Linked DNA regions of Zea mays: region 1 is linked to region 2. Evidence: chromatin contacts called from public Hi-C data. All regions are on one chromosome and are shown on one strand. The core of a region is the stretch at or near the end of the contact, and the rest is flanking DNA. Distances in the headings are between cores, read along the strand shown. Region 1 holds the start of LOC100279125 (P-loop NTPase domain-containing protein LPA1 homolog 1). Region 2 holds the start of LOC100281179 (anthocyanin 5-aromatic acyltransferase).

What was found. Hi-C and Micro-C count contacts between places; a contact is called where the count stands out from the background.
Region 1: a contact with region 2 is called in a Hi-C map of leaf, with 4 times the contacts expected there. The contact joins the promoter of LOC100279125 here to the promoter of LOC100281179 in region 2. A contact is called at or near these places in 6 of 25 Hi-C or Micro-C datasets (bundle sheath, leaf, leaf mesophyll and 1 more).

Annotation. Positions count from the first base shown.
Region 1 is chr4:176,116,321-176,121,485 of Zm-B73-REFERENCE-NAM-5.0, forward strand. It overlaps LOC100279125 (P-loop NTPase domain-containing protein LPA1 homolog 1), which reads left to right and starts at 1,326. Exons shown (of 7, transcript NM_001152166.1): 1 at 1,326-1,838; 2 at 2,749-3,032; 3 at 3,286-3,367; 4 at 3,597-4,010; 5 at 4,122-4,868; 6 at 4,993-5,109. The coding sequence starts at 1,686.
Region 2 is chr4:175,956,198-175,960,885 of Zm-B73-REFERENCE-NAM-5.0, forward strand. It overlaps LOC100281179 (anthocyanin 5-aromatic acyltransferase), which reads left to right and starts at 1,999. Exons shown (of 1, transcript NM_001154098.2): 1 at 1,999-3,861. The coding sequence starts at 2,157. The coding sequence ends at 3,536.

The DNA.
Region 1 (5,165 bases), core at 76-2,575, 160 kb after region 2:
CGCACCGCAGAAAGCAAATGGAAACAGTTACAACCATGATGAAACAAAACATTCATGAATCATCTGTCCCTATTGTTGTATTAAACTAGGCTGGGAAACAAACAAGGGTGATCGCCACGTTGTGCTGCCGCCTCCTAAGCCTCCATCTGTACCACTAAGCCTCACATGACAGTTGATTGCCAACATAAAATTCTATGCAGTGCCTTGGGAGTTTAGCCAAAGCAAACAAAAAAAAACCTTGTTATATTTACTTAAAGTAGAAATGAGACAGCCGCGAAACTAGCTATGCCTTCCTTGTATGTATGCATAAGGTTAAACATCTACTTTTCCTAAACTATGCACCATATGGATAACCGTACGGGTATGGAGGAGAATACGAATGATCAGCCCAACGTTGAAGAGAAGGAGCATCGGTGGCAGGAGATTCAATGAAAATAGAGAGAAGCGTCAATAGTACAAGGTTTAGTGGTACAATAAGGATATGATCGAATATGGATACGAAGCTGGAGTATATGAATATGAAAACAGAGGTCTTGTCTCTTGAACCTTTGAAACTTGTCAGCAAGACTAATACTATTCTCTAAAAAAAGCTTCAAGCCGTGTCGATTATCTCTCTCTTTTACTTAGCCGTGTTGGTTAGTATTATTTAAAGAGGCCTTGTCTCTTGTCCCTATCGTTGTATTAAACTAGGGTGGTGGTCAGCTGCACTGCAGTCGCCACGTCCTAAGCCTATGCTCCATCTGTCCACGCGTGTTGACCTCAGATTGCCAACATACAATTCTATGCAGTGTTCCTTGGGAGTTTAGCCAAACCAAAACCTGCGAAACTATCTAACCTTGTCTCTTTGCCTGTTTGTACGTATGCATAAGGTTAAACATCTACTTTGCAGAGTAGTTCCTCTGTTATAATTTTCAAAACTTTGCTTTTAAGAAAAATTAAACCTAACATCTAGTAAAAGTGCTACTAAGATTTTTTTTGTAACCACTAACCTAACTTCTAATAAGAAGATGCTACTAAAGATTTTGTAACCACTGATATTATACTAGCTAATCGAAGAAATTTGTTCTCTTTTCTACGTTCAAACCTTGTACGAATTCCTGAATTCCAAAGGCGAAGTACAAACATATAACAACCGAATACGATTCATCGATTTTATGAGACCAGGTCTCTCATAGTCGTTGCGTTTTTTTCAGCAACGAAAAGACGACGTACCAAAAATCACGTGCCTTGCAAGTACATCCGCCTAACCAGCTGTATATATATAGGTGTGGCAGAAATTCGAAGAACCTGAGAAAAAAGAAAAGCAATTCCCGTTCCCGTCCTTCCTGAGACGAGAAGGCTAGGCTAGCTAGAGAAAGGGGGGGGGGAGGGGGCGACACCGAGGCGGGGGCAACGGGAGCAAGCAAGGCAAGGCAAGGCAGCAGCATGGGGGAGAAGCGAACAAGACCGCGGGGCGCGCGGACGCCCATGTGGACGCCATGCGCGGACGCGGCGCGGACGTCGTGACACCTGCAGCCCCCCGGCACCCGGCCTGCACCGCCATGGCCCTGCCGCCGCCGCCGCATTGCGCCTCAAAACCCCCCTCCGCGCCTCCCGCCCTCTAGGCTCCCCGCTCGCCAAGGCCAAACCCCCCACCGTTCGGTTCCTGATCCGGCCTCTCGGCCTCTCCGCTGGAGGTAGGGGACATGGCGGAAGAGGCATCGCCTCCGCCTCCGCCGCCCAAGCTGCTCTACATTGCCGTCGCCGACGGCGGGGGCCGCCGGGCGTTCCGGTACACGCGCCCCGTGCTGCAGAGCACCCTGCATCTCATGGGATGCAAGCCTCGCCATGCCTTCAAGGTCCCTCTCTTCCTCCCTCTCCCCGCTCGCTCTTGCGTGTCATCCTGCTTTGCTCCTATAGCTTTGTTATAAATAAATAAATAAAAAGAAGCTCGGGTTGCTATATTATGATCGAGGGAGGCGGGCTGTCTGGTCCTCTAGCGCGGTGCGGTAGATCCCTGCATCGAAAGCTTAGCTTTCCGCTCAATTTCTGCGGGGGCTTGGGCGTGAATCACCTCCTCCGGCTGCATGTCTGCTGTGTTGGCTGGCATGTGTGTGGTTTGTGATCGCCGATTTTGACAAGAAAAAGGTGAGCTTCCTGCCGCCGATGCGCAGATTTGTTCCCGGCTCGACCCAAAATCCCCACCTCCAAACGCCCTATCCTTTTCGTCTTTGATGAGGGGCCTCTTTCAGGCTTGAGCTGAACTCCCATCCCAAGGCTTCCGAATTCCGCGTTCTTTGGAAACCCGAAAAAGATTCCACCTTCAGTTCTTGTTCTTGTTTACCACCAAGTAAGTGATACCACTTGCTTGTTTGTGGGGTCGCTATCATCATACCACTGTTGCCTGTTACTTACTTCGGCTGGTGTGAATTACTATTGCTTTCTCGGGATTATTATGTTCGGTTGACAAAGACAACGCCATGTTACGTGATGTAGAGTTGTAGACGCGTTTTTCTTTGATGGGTACACGATTCTAGACAGTATCTGGCAATTGACTTGAACGAGTATCAGGTTCCCACTCGATGGTGCCCCCCCCTATTTTTACTCTGATTTGGTCATGGTTGACATCTTCTGTTCCTGACGGTCCAATTGGGCTGAGTGTGAGACCAATTACAAGACTTGTCATACCTACTGGTCTGCAGAGCATGTTCCTTTCTAGACTTGCGTTGGTAATAATCTTTTTTTTCCCGATCCTTGTTGCCACAACAGATTAGCAAGAGAGTATTCGATGTAATGAAGAGTGAATTCTTGGCTCAATCAAAGTCAGACGGGGCAGGCAAACAAGAAAATTATCCTGCTCTTGGCCTTGGAGATGGAACAGATACTCAAAAAATGCTGGAGAGAAGCGATAGCAGCATACCGTTTGAATTATACAAGAACCAGACTACCGTTGTTATCTCAAGAGAGGAGTTTGTAAGTGTTGTATGCGATGCCCTCTCTTTGTACAAGTATGTTGGACCCAACCAGAAAGCAGACCTGCTCCTCGCTTGCAGGTAAAATAAACTTGCTTATCACTGTATTTCTTAATCCGCACGAATTTAAACGATAACATATATCTGTCCATTTAATGCACATGTCCATCACATCAATTTCCATGCATGTTTGGCATGCCTTATTTAAGTGAAAGTTATCTGTTGTAACAGAATTGATGTATTTAACCATCAACAATTTATCACAGCCACTCCCAAAACAGCTTGAAAGGAATTGATAACATTTCCTTTTTGCCTTCCCATATGTTCCGATCAGAATTAAAGAGAGAAAGGAATCGGTGACAATACTCTTGTGTGGGACAAGCGGATGCGGCAAGTCCACTTTATCATCTTTGCTGGTATGTTTAATATAATCTAGAATAGTTGTCCATTTCTGGATTAGCAGTTTCTGTGCCATATCAGCAATCCAGTAAATCTGCTATGAGTCGCTCGTGTTGGGTTTCAAATCTAGCCTGCCTGTCCCATCTTGCTTGGAACTAAAATGCTTTGTTGTTGTATTTTTCATCAAATAAATGGGCGAAGTGAACAATTGCTGAATCCTTGGTTTATTATTTTTTTGTTCACCAGGGTAGTAGGCTGGGTATCACGACAGTGGTTTCTACTGATTCCATACGCCATATGATGAGAGGCTTCGCAGATCAAAAACAGAATCCTCTTCTCTATGCCTCGACCTACCATGCAGGCGAATATCTAGATCCTATTGCAGTTGCTCAGGCGAAGGCAAAGCACAAGGCGAATAAACCCACGGTTGTTTCTCATCCAAATACCTGTGGAGGCACTTCTTCAGACGACAAATCACAGCAAGGGTCCTCGGAACTACCTCCTAGAGCCGAACTGATTGGCAGCAAGCAGATGGCGGTAGAAGGCTACAAGGCGCAGAGCGAGATGGTGATCGACAGCCTGGACAGATTAATTACCTCCTGGGAAGAGCAGAAAGAATCCGTGATCGTCGAAGGAGTGCATCTAAGCCTTAACTTCGTGGTACGTATCAGTCAAGAAACGAAAATGAGATTGTTCGTTTAGCCTATGCTTTTTTTTTTTTTTTTTTGCAGATGGCACTGACTATACGCTACTTCTACTGTTGACCGACAGATGGGATTAATGAAGAAGCATCCTTCCATAATACCATTCATGGTATACATCACAAACGAGGAGAAACACATGGAACGGTTTGCTGTGCGTGCGAAGTACATGACACTAGACCCAGCGAAGAACAGGTACATCAAGTACATCCGAAACATCAGAGCCATCCAGGAATACCTGTGCAACCGCGCTGACAAGCACCTCGTGCCGAAGATCAACAACACCAACGTCGACCAGAGCGTGGCCGCCATACACGCCACGGCCTTCAGCTGCCTCCGCCGGCGAGCGGCCGGGGAGCAGCTGTACGACCTCAACACGAACACTGCTGCCGTAGTGGACGAGGAGTACAGGAACCAGCGTGCGGCCAACACCTTGGGTTCCAAGGGCATGTTCCAGCTGATCCAGAGGCAGGGGTCTTCGAGGAACCTTATGGCGCTCCTCAACACCGACGGCTCAGTCACCAAAGCCTGGCATGTAGGTGCCACTGACGGCGGTGGGGAAAATCTTGGTGGTAATACAAGCAGCGGCAAGAAGCCCGATGAAAATCGTGTGCTGGATGCCTCGCAGATTGGGAAGGCAGAGGCGGTCAACCTCCAGTTCGGTCCTTTCGGGATCAGCGCCTGGATGAGCGACACGGGTGGAACCAGCCATGCTGGAAGTGTGGAAGACCTGAGGGCTGATGGCGTGGAGACTGGTGGTAGGAATTACTCGTCGTGCTGCAGTTCGCCGAAGACGTCGGATTCCACTTCGAAGGAGGTGTGCCCTGATCTACCAGCGTTATGATTTGAGTATTCTGTTGCTTAATTGCTGTAGAGGACTTCAGATTGTTTGCATGTTATGGCATATACCTGCATGCTAACAGATGCTTTCACCTCGCCAGCTTATGGAGGACTATTCGGTCTATGTCAGCGAAGAAGAGGAAGAGGAGGAAGCTGACGACCCTTGTGATGCTGAAACTGATGAAGATCTATCCGATGAAGAAAGAGACATGCACGAGGTACGGACGATCTATCTCAAATGTTCGACAACCTGGTTTGGTTTTGTTTTGCTTTC
Region 2 (4,688 bases), core at 749-3,248:
GAGCTCGAGCTCGAGCTGGAGCTCGTTAATGGAGGAGTCAAACTATGCACGAACTGCTGGAGCCCCCAAAAGACCAAAACCAAGTGCGGGTGGTGATCACCATAGTAGGCGCCTCCAACAAGATAAAGCTTGGAAAGCAGAGAGAGAAAGAGAGAGCAGAAGCTACAGGCCGCGCAAGGGAAGGGATGCAGTGCACTAATCGGTGTACTAGCAGTAGGCTAGTATTATCCGGTGATGAATATAGATGTTCAATAAGCACGAGGCCCGCGAGCCCGGCACGAAGCCCGTTTTTTTGGCCCGGTCCGAGCCCGGCACGGCCCGGTTATATGCGGGCCCGGGCCGGCCCGGCACGAATAAGCGGGCTGGGCTCGGACAAGATATTAGGCACGATGGGCTAGCCCGGCACGGCCCGTTTAGCTCTAAGCCCGCTTTTTTTACACTAAAACGTGCTTTTCGGCCCGCAAAGCCCGCTTTTCGGCCCGCTTTTTTCGTGCTAAACGGGCCGACCCGGCCCGTTTAGCCCCGTTGCGGGCCGGGATCGGACAAGAAATTGAGCCCGCGTGCTTAGCCGGCCCGGCCCGGTTTTTTAATCGTGCTTGACGGGCCGGGCCCAACACGGGCCGGGCTTCACCGGGCCCGGGCCGGACCGGGCCGGGCGGCCCGTTTGGACATCTCTAGTGATGAACAGGCGCCTCGAGAGTTGTGCATGTGGCGCCTCCCCCATCATTTCAGTTGAAGAGCTTTTTTTAAAATAATAATAATAATAAATGTTCCTCTCTAGTAGTATTATCTTCCAATAATTTAAAAAATATATACATGAAAAGGTAAGTCAGAGCTGCTGATAGTTTTGTGCCTTTTGCTATTCTGTTGATTGGTATCTTTATTAAAAAGAAATAGTGGAACTGTAGTTTCCTTTGAGGACGAGATGCTTACTTGATTGATGGTGATGAACGCGTGTGGTGGTTTGCATATGTAGGAGGCCCAACAGTATGGGCCTGGGCCTCGATCAGTTCGAGGACCAGCGGTTTTGTGCCCTAGCCCCTAACACCTGCCAGCCACATCCACATAGATGGACCAAACCAAATTAGAGACGAAGTTGTTCACTGCTCAGTAGCAATTCCAAGTGTTTATTCCCAATCAACTAGGTGCCTTTGCTTGCGACCAGTGAGTCCTTGGCTGTCTATGAAATTGAAAGCTCACAGTTTCCTGGCAGACTTTGGATGCCTTTCCATTCAGAGTTGGGGTTGGTGGGCGCCTGTCGATCTGGTTGTTCATGCTGCCTTCTCATCACAGCAACTTCCTTCCATGCTGTCTACCAACACATTCTGGCGGGATCTAAATGCTGGTGATGTATTCCCAAGGTCTAAGCTTCAGTTAAACTGCGTGATTAGCTCTGCATCCCTCTCTTCTGTATAAAGCCATCTTCTGTGATGCTAAGCACATGGCGCCGACACATATTGACAAACCTTTTCTTTTTTTCTTTTCTTTCAATCAGAGAGCTGACACTTGCCAGTTCCCACAGCATCCCTGCTCTTCTCTTCTGTTTGGAGCATGGACGCGCACTAGACGCACATACCTGCGGTCAAGTGGGTGGCTGAAAGGACATGCAGCTTCAAAATCAAGTGGGTGCCATCTGTTCAGATCAACGCTGCCTGCCTCGATCGGTAGTACCTGAGTGCGCAAATACCGGATTTATTTGGTAATACATCTCTAAGGACTGATGTTGTTGTAGTGTGGCTGCATTAGATATTCATTTTCATTCACTCGGCAGGTTTCCCTCATCAGCTTGCTCTCTGCTTTTTCACTGCTGTAAATCAAGCACTGAAGCTTTTTCCCCGTGCCTGTCAGTTTATTCTCTGTGAGCAGGAGTTTGCCTACGGCCTACCTGAATTGTCAGTCTGTCACTGACAACGTCGTTCTCCCTGTACCTAAGAGAAACAGTGGTAGACGAGACGAGGGACACGTTTTGTTTGGTGACATTTCCATCCCACCACCACCACTCCACCAGCAGGTCTGCTTGCTTGTGTTTGGTGGATCTGAATCACCACTCACTCCCACCTGCTCGCCATCTCCCCTTCTCTCTCTCCCTGCTGCCGTGCGGCTCCAGCTCCAGCTGCAGGCGCGGGAGAGGGGCCGCATCGACCTCCCCAATCCCCATGGCCGCTACCAAGATCCTTGACAGGCTCAAGGTGGGGGCTTCACCTCCAGCGCCCGGCGGCGCGCTCCCGCTCACCTTCTTCGACGTGCCGTGGCTCTTCACGGGCCCCGTGGAGCGCGTCTTCTTCTACCCCTACGCGCACACGGCGGACCACTTCGCCGCCCACCTCCTGCCGTCCCTCGTCTCCTCCCTCTCCGCCACGCTGCGCGCGTTCTACCCGCTGCTCGGCCGCGTCCGCCCGTGCCCGGACGGCGGCGGCGGGTACGAATTCTTCTGCTCCGACGGCGGCGAGGCCGTCGAGCTCATCGTCGCCGAGAGCTCCGACGACTTCGACGAGCTCTCCGCCGGCGGGCCGAGGGACGTCGCCCGGCTCTACGCGCTGGTGCCGCGGCTCCCGTCGCCCGGGGCCGACGGCTCCTTCGCCCTCGCGGCGGCGCAGGTCACCGTGTTCCCCGCCCGCGGGGTCGCCGTCGGCGTGTCCATCCACCACGTGGCCTGCGACGACTCCAGCTACACGCACTTCATCAGGACCTGGGCCGCCCAGTGCCGCGTGGCTAGCGGCGGCGCGGACGCGGTGCCGCCGCCGCCTTTCCTGGACCGTGGCGTGGTCGCCGACCCCGAGGGCCTCGCCGGCAGGACGCTCGACGAAATGCGCCAGCTGGCAGGCAACGGCCCGCCTCCGCCTCCGCCGCCGGCGGCAGGCCCACAGCCGAAGCTTGTCATCGCGTCGTTCGCGCTCACCCGCGACCGCATCGACGCGCTGAAGCGGCGCGTGGCCGCCAAGGTCGCGGCGGACGGCGGCGGCACGGGCCGCGTCCACTGCTCGGCGTTCACGGTGGCGTGCGCGCTGGCGTGGGCCTGCCTGGCACGCGTGGGCGGCGGGGAGCGGCCCCGCGCGCACCTGCTGTTCTCGGTGGAGTGCCGGCGCCGCCTGGCGCCGCCGATCCCGCAGGAGTACCTGGGCAACTGCCTCCGGCCGTGCTTCGTGGAGGTGGGCACGGGCGAGCTGCTGGGCGGCGACGGCGTGGCGGCTGCGGCCGCGGCGATCGGCGCGGCCGTCGCGGCGCTCGACGGCGGCGTGCTGGATGGGGCAGGCGGGTGGTTCCACAAGATCCTGTCGCTGGTCCCGGAGCGCCCGATGTCGGTGGGCGGGTCCCCGCGGTACGGTGTGTACGAGACTGACTTCGGGTTGGGCCGGCCGGCCAAGGTGGAGCTGGTGTCCATCGACAAGACGCCCGGCACGGTGTCCCTGGCGGAGGCCCGCGACGCCGGGGTGGAGGTCGGCGTCGTGCTGCAGGAGGCCGAGATGGCGCGCTTCGGCTCCTGCTTCGCCGATGCACTGGAGGTGCTCTGTGACAGTGTGACTGAACTGAACTGAGCGGCATCGACGATGGCACCTCCATTTTCGAGAAGCTGGTCATCAGCTCGCGATTACATGTAATGGAGCTCGCGAAATTACACTACATGAAGTGGTGTTTAAGGAGTAGTATAATAAGAAAATATAGGGATAAGAGAGATGATCCGAAGTGTATATTTGAGGGAGGGATGGGTATATTTTCATATTTGCGTGGAGTAATCTCGTATGCGAGAATATCAATTGTGTGATTGATAAAAAAGAAGGGTTCATTGATTCGTGCTATTATAGTTTTTGAAGTTATGAGATTTGTTATTATAATTATCTATTTTGAAATTTGGCATTACAATTCTTCGCGATCTTTGCTATTTCTACGTCTTCAGATTGTTTAGACCCACTATCAGATATTTCAGATGATGTACGCCACAAAGTATTTTCATATGAACGAATTTTTTACGCACCTCTAGGTGTTTGAAACTACTCCACTCTAAGAAATCTAGCTCCACCGCACCAAATCCACCTTTTAGTAGCTGAACCCTAGAGTTAGCATATACTAGCTGTTTGGTTTAGTGCCATGAATCGTTTGAAGCCGTTGTCAGGGGCGGACCTGGCCCGAAATCCGAATGTGGACCTAAATAGAGACCTACTAATTAACGACTTTTTATAGCTACAATAAATAAGATGGAAAGTCCACTAAAACCATAAATTTGAGTGGAGGTGTTTATAAGTAGGTCCGCCTCTAGCCGTTGTTCTATATAAATCTGCATAGATCTTCCATCCGAAATTCGATAGTAACAAGCCCAGAGGCCATTTCAAATTTACACTAAAAAGATGAGTTTTAGAAGAAAAAACTGTTGACTGTGAAAGGATCATGATGCCCAAGAGGGGAGTGAATTGGACTTTTCTAAAAATCAATACTAATTGAAACCTAAGCAAGAGCTAAGCAAGAGCCCAACTTCACCCCAACAACTAGCACTAAGAATATAATACTAGAAATTCAACAATGCTAAGACAATACTTCAAATACTTGCTAAACAAATACACAATGTAAAGTGCTTGAATTATGTGCGGAATGTAAAGCAAGGTTTAGAAGACTCCTCCAATTTTTCCCGAGGTATCGAAGAGTCGGCACTCTCCACTAGTCCTCGTTGGAGCACCCGCGCAAGGGTATCGCTC